3 separate regions of the Mus musculus genome follow, and regions 2 and 3 are each linked to region 1. A link is a contact called in public HiChIP or PLAC-seq data. All regions are on one chromosome and are shown on one strand. Each heading gives the region's core, a stretch centred on a gene start, on an enhancer-like site or on the middle of the called end of the contact. The rest is flanking DNA. Distances are from core to core; before and after follow the strand shown.

Evidence for each region. HiChIP or PLAC-seq counts read pairs in DNA pulled down with a chosen protein or histone mark.
Region 2: a CTCF HiChIP or PLAC-seq map of the NIH/3T3 cell line shows a contact between it and region 1, with 5 read pairs. The contact joins the promoter of 4930572O13Rik here to the enhancer-like site in region 1. A contact is called at or near these places in 1 of 39 promoter capture datasets (embryonic stem cells), 1 of 15 datasets of contacts at CTCF or cohesin (the NIH/3T3 cell line), 2 of 484 Hi-C or Micro-C datasets (the 63-12 cell line and nephron progenitors) and 12 of 115 datasets of contacts at active chromatin or transcription factors (bone marrow-derived macrophages, cardiomyocytes, craniofacial prominence and 9 more).
Region 3: a contact with region 1 is called in a FOXA1 HiChIP or PLAC-seq map of pancreatic cancer cells. The contact joins two enhancer-like sites. A contact is called at or near these places in 2 of 484 Hi-C or Micro-C datasets (the 63-12 cell line and pro-B cells) and 17 of 115 datasets of contacts at active chromatin or transcription factors (the SCID.adh cell line, bone marrow-derived dendritic cells, bone marrow-derived macrophages and 14 more).

What each region holds. Positions count from the first base shown.
Region 1 is chr14:25,474,932-25,478,221 of GRCm38.p6, reverse strand. All of the region lies in intron 1 of Zmiz1 (zinc finger, MIZ-type containing 1), which reads right to left. Among named protein-coding and RNA genes, the nearest start is that of Zmiz1, 17 kb to the right of the region's middle. Within about 2 kb of position 1,536, at least 109 of the 459 cell types and tissues checked have an H3K27ac peak or open chromatin away from gene starts, as enhancers often do. A contact at or near this core is called in the NIH/3T3 cell line and pancreatic cancer cells, where this site is marked.
Region 2 is chr14:25,141,562-25,144,851 of GRCm38.p6, reverse strand. It overlaps 4930572O13Rik (RIKEN cDNA 4930572O13 gene), which reads left to right and starts at 1,611. Exons shown (of 3, transcript NR_045718.1): 1 at 1,611-1,713; 2 at 2,899-3,185. All of the region lies in intron 4 of Gm32224 (a long non-coding RNA gene), which reads right to left.
Region 3 is chr14:25,159,369-25,162,658 of GRCm38.p6, reverse strand. No RefSeq gene overlaps it. Among named protein-coding and RNA genes, the nearest start is that of 4930572O13Rik, 18 kb to the right of the region's middle. Within about 2 kb of position 1,753, at least 19 of the 459 cell types and tissues checked have an H3K27ac peak or open chromatin away from gene starts, as enhancers often do. A contact at or near this core is called in pancreatic cancer cells, where this site is marked.

The DNA of each region.
Region 1 (3,290 bases), core at 287-2,786:
AGTGACAAGCAAAATAGATTTACCGTGACAGCTTGAAAGGAAAACCACAGAAATAAAATTACACTCCAGCTCTTCCCGGATCTTTGCAACCTGTCCCCTCCCTCCAGAAACCCAGGAGCTTGGGAGGGCCCAGATGGTCAAGAGGACGTGAAAGAGTGGTGGCCTTGTCAGTGAGGAGTGGGACAGAGACCAGGGCAGGAACTGGTCCTCAGTCCCAGATGCAGCTGGGGGTCAGAGTTGGGTGCCTGCCCTCCAGATAGTGAGTTCCTAGCCTCCCAAGCCGAAGTCTATGATGAACTGACAAAGGAATTTTGCTGGTGCACCTGAGCATGCTGGCACACACAGCACAAACCTCTCCGTGTCCACCAGGACCCAGGACTTCCAATTTCTACCTGCTTCCTACAGTATCTAACAGAGTGATTCCATGGAACGGCCCAGCTTTCAGGACTCCCAGGAGGCTCCGGGAGGCTCCCCTGCTAACCCTGCCATAAGCCAAGCATGCCACATTAGCTCTACACTGTAGAAGACAGGAGAAAGCAAGACCCAGCAGGTCTATCGTGGGAAGGTAAGTGAGCTGGAGTGTCAGCCCTGCTCTCTGTCTCCACAGCCGTCTTGGAAACTGTTCACACAAAGGTCAGGGCTATAGAGCAGGACCACTCAGCTCCAGTGGATGAGAACAGAGGACCTGGGACAGTTCTGCCTCTGCTATGAACTACAGAAGCGCTCCCAAGAGGCAGCAACCCTTCCATCTCCCGAGGGCAAACAGTCCAGGCAACACTCAGGGCTCTCCATTCGGGCAATGCTGGTCACTATGCCCAGAATGTTACTCAGGCACACCAACAGATGGATCAAAACAAAGAGTCGAGCCAAAGAGATGATCAACAGGTACTGACACGCCAAATGGAAAGAAAGAACTGACTCCTAAAAGTTGTCTTCTGGCACACCCCTCCCCCCAACCCCATACACACACTGTTAGCAGAAGGCCTAATGTCAAGAAAAAGATCCAGAGACATGGTGCTGAGCACCACTCCAAGTCCAGGAGATGGATGGGATCACCCATTGCAGAGGCTGATGTTCCAGGAACAAGCCCAGAAGACTGCCTGGAGTCCAGTGGGTGTCCCAGAGAACAAAGAGCCACCTTGGGTAAGCGTGGACTGGAATGTGTCTGCAGTAGGAATGCAGAGGTGGCTCCAGTCAGACCTGGCTTAACCCAGGAGTAGCTCAAAGCCCACCCACCCCTGAGGGCTCAGGAGCAGCTAGCAGAGAAAAGATGGCACCGTGGGGAGGGACTACAGTCAGAGCCTGGCCCCCTAACATCCTCCTGCAGCCTGATCTGGTTAAGAGTCCAGCAAGGCTTAGAGTCTTCCTCGTGTCCCTACCTGTCATTTCTCATTGCCACCCAGCAACTCCAGCCTTGGTGAAATGAAATGCTGTCCTGTGTCTTTAACCGAAAGAGCCAGGGACGTGCCTGGGCAGGCCTGGACACCATGTTTACCCAGCAGAAGGTGGCCCTCCCTCTACCCTCCCCAGAGCTGGCAAGCCAGGGCCATTTGCCATAGACTTGCCTGGTGTGTAGGCTGCCTATGTGGTTCAGGCCCCAGATCTGCCCAGGGTCTTGCCCAAGAGGCCCTTCAGCCTGGCCAGGCTTCCAAAACTGAGAGAGTTCTCCAAGCCAGCAAAACCAGGGCAGTCAGCAAGGCAGAGGAGTAACTGAAGTACAGGTGTCTACAGACCCGACCATTTTGCACATTTTGCCTTGCCCTGAAGATGCTCTGAGAGCCAGGCCAGGCTCTCTGCTCCAACTGGGAAGGTGAAGAAGGTCAAGAAAGCACAGAGGGGCTGGGCCAGGCTTATGGGCCCAGCTGCAATCTGGGAATGAACCACACTGAGGTGGTTCACTCCTTCTGAATACGAGGATGTGCATCCAAACCACAAACCCACCAGCACTGTGTCAAAGGTGGCGTCACTTATTATTCACTGTGTAGAGAGCGTTCTGGAATGCTTGCTAGCTGCCAGCCGCAGTGCAGGGTGTTGGCGAGTCAGGGCTGAGAGTGGCGGCCATCCTGATGACAAAGGATCCCACAGAAGTCGGCAAGCAGTGCCTGAGGAATCGGGCAAGGGCGGCCTATACACTTGACTCTGCTGTTGGGCTAGGGCAGGCTGTGGCTTGAGGCAGGCTTTGCAGGGTGCTTAGGAGTTCCCCAGGCATACAGAGCAGGGGAGACAGAATGCACAAAGTCTGTACAAGTGAAATCATGGCTGGGGCCTGATAACAGGCAGCCTAAAGGCCAGGCCTTGCTGTGGAAAGGCCCACAGGATTAGTGAGCAAAGGGGGCAGGTGTCCATGGCTCAGGTGTCTTCTATTTAGATCCATTCTGGTGGCCAAGGGGAGACAGGGCAAGAATGGAGTCTAGAGGGCTTTGGGCATCAGAAGGTCGAGTCCAGGTGTTATACCACAAGACAAGTGCCTAGGACAGAAACCCAATCTCATGGTCGCAGGCATAGGGTGGCATCAAGGTGACTCCAAGTTGCAGGCAGCTCAGCCAGGTGATAACAACCCTAGCCTGAGTCTTAAGGTGACCTTATGCAAGTTTAGAATAAAGTCTTCCCTCCCCATAGATACTTTACCATTGTTCTCCAGGATGTTATTTAATAAATTTATCATCAGCAGGGAGCTACCACGTAAGCAGCATTTGTGCAGGGCGAAGCCTGCACTAGCACACTAGCAGATGCACTGCCAGCCAACTGCACATAGCTGTCAGCAGACAATGAAAAGGGTTGGAAGACTGGGGCTCCAGAAGTAAACAACAACAACCACCACCACCACCAAGCCAGGTACAGAGTGAAGAACAATCAAGGCAGAGCTTACTAACCCTCCCTGCTGTTCTCCATGAGAAATCCAAATAAAATAAGGCGTGTACTTATCACTAGAAGGGACCCCAAAGAGAAAAAATTAAAGTAGCTGTTCAAACAAGGCAAATCAAGGCACTACTCAGGCAGAAACAGAAAGCACCGGTTTGAAGCTGGATGCTAGCCAACGGTAAAGAATCAGTGATAGTCTTGGGACTTGGAAAAAAAGAAAGATGACATTTTTTTAAAGATCCCAAAAAGGTGGGAACCATGTTGGGGACCCCACTCGCTGAGTATCTGGGTGTTCTGTGCAGCAGAGCCATCCGGATGATGGTAGAGGCTTCCTTCTAAGCACTCGTGGCTACACCCAGCTTGACTCAGGGTTTCTCTGACCCAGGCACTGTCTGGGGACACATCTCAAAGCAGGAAGAAGGCAGAAA
Region 2 (3,290 bases), core at 362-2,861, 330 kb after region 1:
CGGCCTGTGGATATCCAATTACACTGTAAGCATTTGCTGACCTGCTCTTCTTTCCTGTGTCTTGGTATTCTAGGGATACAACAATCAAAGGTCTATAAATATAAAAATAATAGACAGACAGATAGATATAGAGATGACATAAATAGTTAATAGATGGATGAATAGATAGATAGATAGATAGATATAATGGATGGATGCATAGATAGATAGATAGATAGATAGATAGATAGATAGATAGATAGATAGATAGATAGATAGAGATAATGGATGGATGGGTGGATGGATGGATAGATAGATATAATGGATGGATAGATAGATCGATAGATAGATAGATAGATAGATAGATAGATAGATAGATAGATAGATAAATAGATAGATAGAGATACTGGATGGATGGATGGATGGATGGATAGATAGATAGATAGATAGATAGATAGATAGAAAGATAGATAGATAGATAGATAGATAGATAGATAGAAAGAAAGAAAGAAAGATAGATAGATAGATAGATAGATAGATAGATAGATAGATAGATAGAGATAATGGATGGATGGGTGGATGGATGGATAGATAGATATAATGGATGGATAGATAGATCGATAGATAGATAGATCGATCGATAGATAGATAGATAGATAGATAGATAGATAGATAGATAGATAGATAGATAGAGATACTGGATGGATGGATGGATGGATGGATGGATAGATAGATAGATAGATAGATAGATAGATAGATAGATAGATAGAAAGATAGATAGATAGATAGATAGATAGATAGATAGATAGATAGATAGATAGAAAGAAAGAAAGATAGATAGATAGATAGATAGATAGGTAGATAGATAGATAGATAGGTAGGTAGATAGAAAGATAGATAGATAGATAGATAGATAGATAGATAGATAGATAGATATAATGGATGGATGGATGGATGGATGGATGGATGGATGGATGGATGGATGCTCTCTTCCATGTCACAGTGCATGTCATTCATTCCCTGTTCACTGGTGCAGTATTCAATTTGATGGGTTTGCAGCAGGAGTCAGTCCATCTAGAATCCTGGGGATTGAACTCAGGTCACCAGGCTTGTTGGCAAGCATCTTCATCCAATGAGCAGTCACTCTGGCCCTATATTATAACACATAATGTAAACATCAATCAACAGCTTGCATCCAATCCTTTGGGTCAATTATGAGAAGTGAGATTGTTGCTGTTGACGTTGTATCATTTTGAATGGCCGCTAAAGTGCTTGAGCTCTCTCCTCATTCAGTGATGCTCGAAGGGTCTTGTTTGTCCACATCCGACAGCCGCTCTTCAACTTTTGTCTTTATTTAAACCACCCCAGCAGGTGTGAATTGGTATTTTGTTACCGTTTTGATTTGTATTTCCTACTAATGAACCATTCTGATCACTTTCTGTTCGATACTGTGTATCTTCTCTGGAGAAACATTTATCAAATTCCTTGCCCATTCTAAAGTGTGTACATTTTCTCTATTTGTTACTAAATTGTAAGAGGTTCAGAATATACAGAGAGAGAGGGAGGATTCTAGAATCTTATTGTGATGAAATCTAGTCTGTTTTTCTCTTTGGAGTTTGTATTTTGGCCTCAGATATAAGAAGCAGTGCCAAATCAGGGGTTGGTGAACTCTCATGCTTTCTTTCCTTAAAGTATTTTTACATGTTCGGACATTGCTTTGCATGGGGTGTGATGGTAAGGATCCGATTTCGTTCTTTTGTTTGTGGATATTCAACTGTTCCAGCAACATTTGCTGATTAGCCTGCTCTTTCTTATTGTCTTGGCATGCTTGTCAAAAAGCAACTGACCACAAGTGGGGCATGGTTTAGTGATTAATTAGCTGGTCAGGCACACAGGGGGACCAACGTTCAAGATCTCCAGAGCTCATGTATATACTGGGTACGTGTAGTAACCAGTCTAGAGTTCCATCCTCAAAAGGTAGAGAAAGGGAACCCTGGGTCAAGTTCTCTGGTGAGATCAGCTGTATTAATGAGTTATGGGTTCATAAGACAGGCCACTTCAAAAGTAATAAGGTGGAAAAGTAGTTGAGGATTCCTGACATCAGCCTCTGGCTTCTAAATGTGTGCACAGACATGAACAAAGGCACACACACATGAGTACAGGCACTCACATACATGTGCGCCAACACACATGTGAACACAAACATAAACATGCATGGATACATACTACATACACAAACACATGACAAAAAGAAGAAAAAGGAGAAAACAAACAAAAACCCATTAATTGACTATACATGTATTGATTCTATTTATGGACCCTGAGATCTATGCTATGGATCTATATGTTTATTTTTGTGTGAGTATCATAGAGTCTCTATAGTAAATCTTGACACCAGGAAGTGGGAATTTTCATACTTGATTCTGTCTAGAAATCCTTTTTGGCTCCGTTGAGTGCCTTGTGATTCTATAAGAATTTGAAGAGTAACTTGTCAATTTCCATCCTGAAAGGCAGATGCGATTTTGAGAGGGGTTTGCTGAATGTAGACATCTGTTTGCTGGGGACTGCCAGCCTGTTAACAAATGATGGCTAGGCGGGCACCAAACCCTGGGGCTTTTTCTGAGCTGTAAGTGAACACCTTCTTTGCCTGGCAAAAGCAGTGTAGCTCCATGGAATGCTGGGGCGGGCTCGGAAATTACTTCTATTGGAGTCGACCTATTAGGGCACAGCAGCAGCTCCCCCGAGGCCAGTTCTCAGCCACTCCACACACCACGAGGCTTCTATTACTTAGTCCAGCACAGCTTTAAATACCTCCGGGCACCCCCTCCACCGCTTCCTGTGGAATACTATTTCACAGCCTAATAGATCTTCCTAGGGGAATTTTCTCTCTCACTTAGCCACATTTCTTTCTCCATCCAGGCCCACTGTTTCCGCAAGACCATACCATTTCTGGATGGATCGGCCTGCTTGGAGCTCCAGTGTCTCACAGCCTCAGAGGGAACCTTTATCTGAGTTGCTGAGCAAACTCTGGGTACACCAATGAAGGCTTGCTAAGGAGACTCTGGCAAGAGCTACCGACGTGCTCTTCTGCTCCTGAGGTTCAGATGTAGCCAGTGCAAGCAAACACTGAATCTAAGAAGTTCCATGTCAAGAACGTGGGGGGCCCCCTCTGTCGTTTGGAATGAATAACTTGCACCCCTTTTATGGTAAATGGAATGAAGCCAGGGCTGCTATGGATTTTTTTCCCCAGGCTCTAATAAGAAGGGCAAGGTGTCACATATCAGCTTAGGGACCACTTGTCAAGCTCTGAG
Region 3 (3,290 bases), core at 504-3,003, 320 kb after region 1:
ACAAAGCTATTTAAGCCTTTTTTTTCCTTAGTGAAAAAAATGTTTAGCAATACAATCCTTTAAATTTTCCCTCCAAGTTCTTTGGGGTTTCATCTGATGAAATGTCTACCTTTCTAGGTAATTTTAGCAATTTAGGTTTTTGACTAAAATGCTGTTTCACTTTATGCCAACATCTTCCATACTGCCATGCCTGGGATCTCACCTCAGGGCTACAGGGTGCTTCACGTCACACCGATGCATACCTTCTCTTTGCTATCAGCATCCTGAGTATTCTCTTCTAGCTCTCACATTTCTCAGGTGGACCAGCTGGCAGACTCCCTGGTCTATAGGTTGCCATGCCCTATGCTCCCTAGGCCCCACCCTGGTCTTGATGATTTCTTTTAGTTTCTAAGAAACGTTGGTTAACCGAAAAAAAAAAAGTAAAATATCAGTTTTCTCGAGAAAGCACAACAGACATTTCAGGGAGGTTCCACAGAGGAAGATGCTGAGTTTCAGAGAAATTCGGAAGGATGTGGTGGAGCCGAGGTTGGATGCCAGACAAACACATCTTGCAGATCACACTTCACGCTTGAGTGGTGATGAAATTGCTAGGCTGAAAACCACTGATCCACTCAAACACTGGGAGACAATATTCTTGAAAAACATGGCCCCCCTCAAACACTAGGAGACAATACTCCTTAACTCTTGGGGTGCAAGCAAGCTCAAAGCCTGCTCCTTGGGTGTTGAGCCCAATGATGACCCCGACCTTCCTTTGTAGGGCTGTGGGTGTGATACCCACATCCTCCAGTGGAGAATGCCCACATGGGGCTTCAGAGCCTTCCTAGCTGTGAAGGGTTTGATGTGAGTGTCGGGTGAGTGTGTGCATAAAAAGAAGGCAGTAGACCAAGCTGTGTCAGCACAGCCAGGATAAAAGAGGTTGGACCAGTGTCTGGCAATATCCAAGGACATGGTCTCCAAAAGATGCTCTCAGGAACAGAGAGTGCTACCTAACTCTACCATGGCCTATGCCCCTCTGCCTCCAAAGCTTCCTCCATTAAACATGGACTTTAGTTCAAAGATCAAGTACAATATAAACAATCTGGTGGTTGTGGGATCCTGTCTGCCACCCTGAATTAATATACAGTCATATTGAGCTTATAAAGGGTACAGAAGGGCAGCCTATGCTTCACAGTCAGAGACTTTTCCAAGCTTCAGTTCTGCTTCTTCCAGGAAGCCCTCAAATGTCTCCATGCAGGGCTGATGTGATGCCTTGGCCTCCCCGGGCCTCTTTGGTTTCAACTCTCAGTGACCTCCCTCAGGCTCGGTCTTATGATCATTTATTTATTATTCCATTTAAGGAAGCATCTGGGAAGCAGAGAAAGGGGCTGGGACATGAATGTCTGTGCCCAGCTCTCTCCTCCCCACTTTTATTCTAGAATGTGGAATGGTGCTATGAATGGGCTGCAGCAGTGTACAAGTCAGACAAGATGTCCCTGTAGATCATAAATGGCTCTGATATGCAGTGATGGGTCCTTTTGAGAAGACAGGAGGCAAAGGGGAAGGACTTGAGGGAAAAGATCAGTGAGGAGATCAGCTAAGGTGAACCAGGGGAGGGATGAACAGAAAGAGGGATGGACAAGGTGCCAAGGTTGACACGCAGCACAGTTATTCTCTGGTGTCTCTTAGCACCTTGTTCGTCTCTCCATGTAACCATGTAATCCTGTCATCACTAAGACCGGCCAGGTGCCCCACCCAGCTTGAGAGTGAAGGCTCTTTGTCAAAGCACAATAACCCAACAGAGTTACCTCCAAGCCATGAGTATTGCCCTGGGTATATTAGTCACCTATTTGTCACTGTGACCAAAATGTTGGTACAGCTATTTTAGTGTGTGTGTGTGTGTGTGTGTGTGTGTGTGTGTGTGTGTGTTTGCTGTATTTTTGGCTAAGGTTTCAGAGGGTTCTCTCCATCATGATGGGAGAGTGTGGAGATGTAGAACAGCTCACATCATGGGGGCTAAGAACAAAGAGAATCTCTGTACTTGGAGCTCCCATCTCTCCCTCTCTATCCCATAAGGAGTGGTATGGTCCGAATTCCAGTGGATCTTACCTATAGCCAGTTAATCCTTTCTGAAAATATCTTCAGACATCCCAAAGGTCTGTTTCTGTGTTCTAGGAGTCTCTAACTGTAGCCAGATTGACAATGGAGGTAAACCACTGTAGCCTGTCTTTAACCTAGACCACAGTTACCGATCAGGAGGGTTGCTCAGCATCTGTCTAGTTGGGTCAGCCAAGTGGGGAGACTATTCTAAGCCTATTTGCTGTGTGGCAATCCCAGATGCTCTTCTGCCCCACAAGGACAGCTATGCTTGGCTTCTGGATCCCAGATCCCCTCAAAGCTCATGGGACAGGTAAGTGTGCATGTGCTTAGCCAGCCTGTGAGAGCCCACAGATGAACAGATGAGGAGAGCCATATTCTTTCTATCTTCTCCAGCACAGTGTATTGAACTGGGGCTTTAGCCCACAACCCTTGGGGGATTGTGACAAACACTGACTTAGTAATAGTCTCCTCCTTCTTTCTCAGAGAGGAAAAGCAAGGCTCTGGGGTGTTCTGGGAGGGCATAACTGATGTGCCTCGACTTTGGATGTCTTCCTGGGTGACAGAAACAGAATGTGAAGATGCAATCTTGAACAGGACAGGAACTCTACTCTTACCTTGGTGCTCTTACTGAGCAGGTCCCTGTGGTCACTAAGAAGATGATGACTTTGTGGTTTGCCACCAATGAATGTATTCTGTCTGGAGGATTGGAGCAGACATCACAGTTGGATGGTAGCACATGTCCTTGGAAGGAGGAATTGAGTTCTGTATAATCAAAAAAGGCAATGGGGATTACTCTCCTCTCCTAAGGAAAGCCGTGGGTGAGTATTCAATCTGAAATGTGGACGTGTGACATTACTACCTTTGCTATGAGTTAGTCTACGGTTATGACAAGTGCCGAGTCCATACTTTCCACTGATTCCATTCACTTTCCGTAAGAGTGAACATTTCAGAGGCAAGAAGGAGGTGATCCTTCCCCTCCACGCTGGTCATTGCTGGAAAGACGGGCTCACCCATGAGGGCCACTCTGGAAGCTCCATTCTCTCTATGGTGGAAGGTGACTTTCATTCTTTTCTATTTGCTTTCAGAGGATTGTATATCATTATGACATTTTTTTCCAAGCAAAATGTGGTGTTGTTTCTCTCGGCCCCTCCTCCAACATTCCTCTTCTCCTCCCCCACTCCCCATAGTCAGCCTTCCACTTTCATGTGACAGTG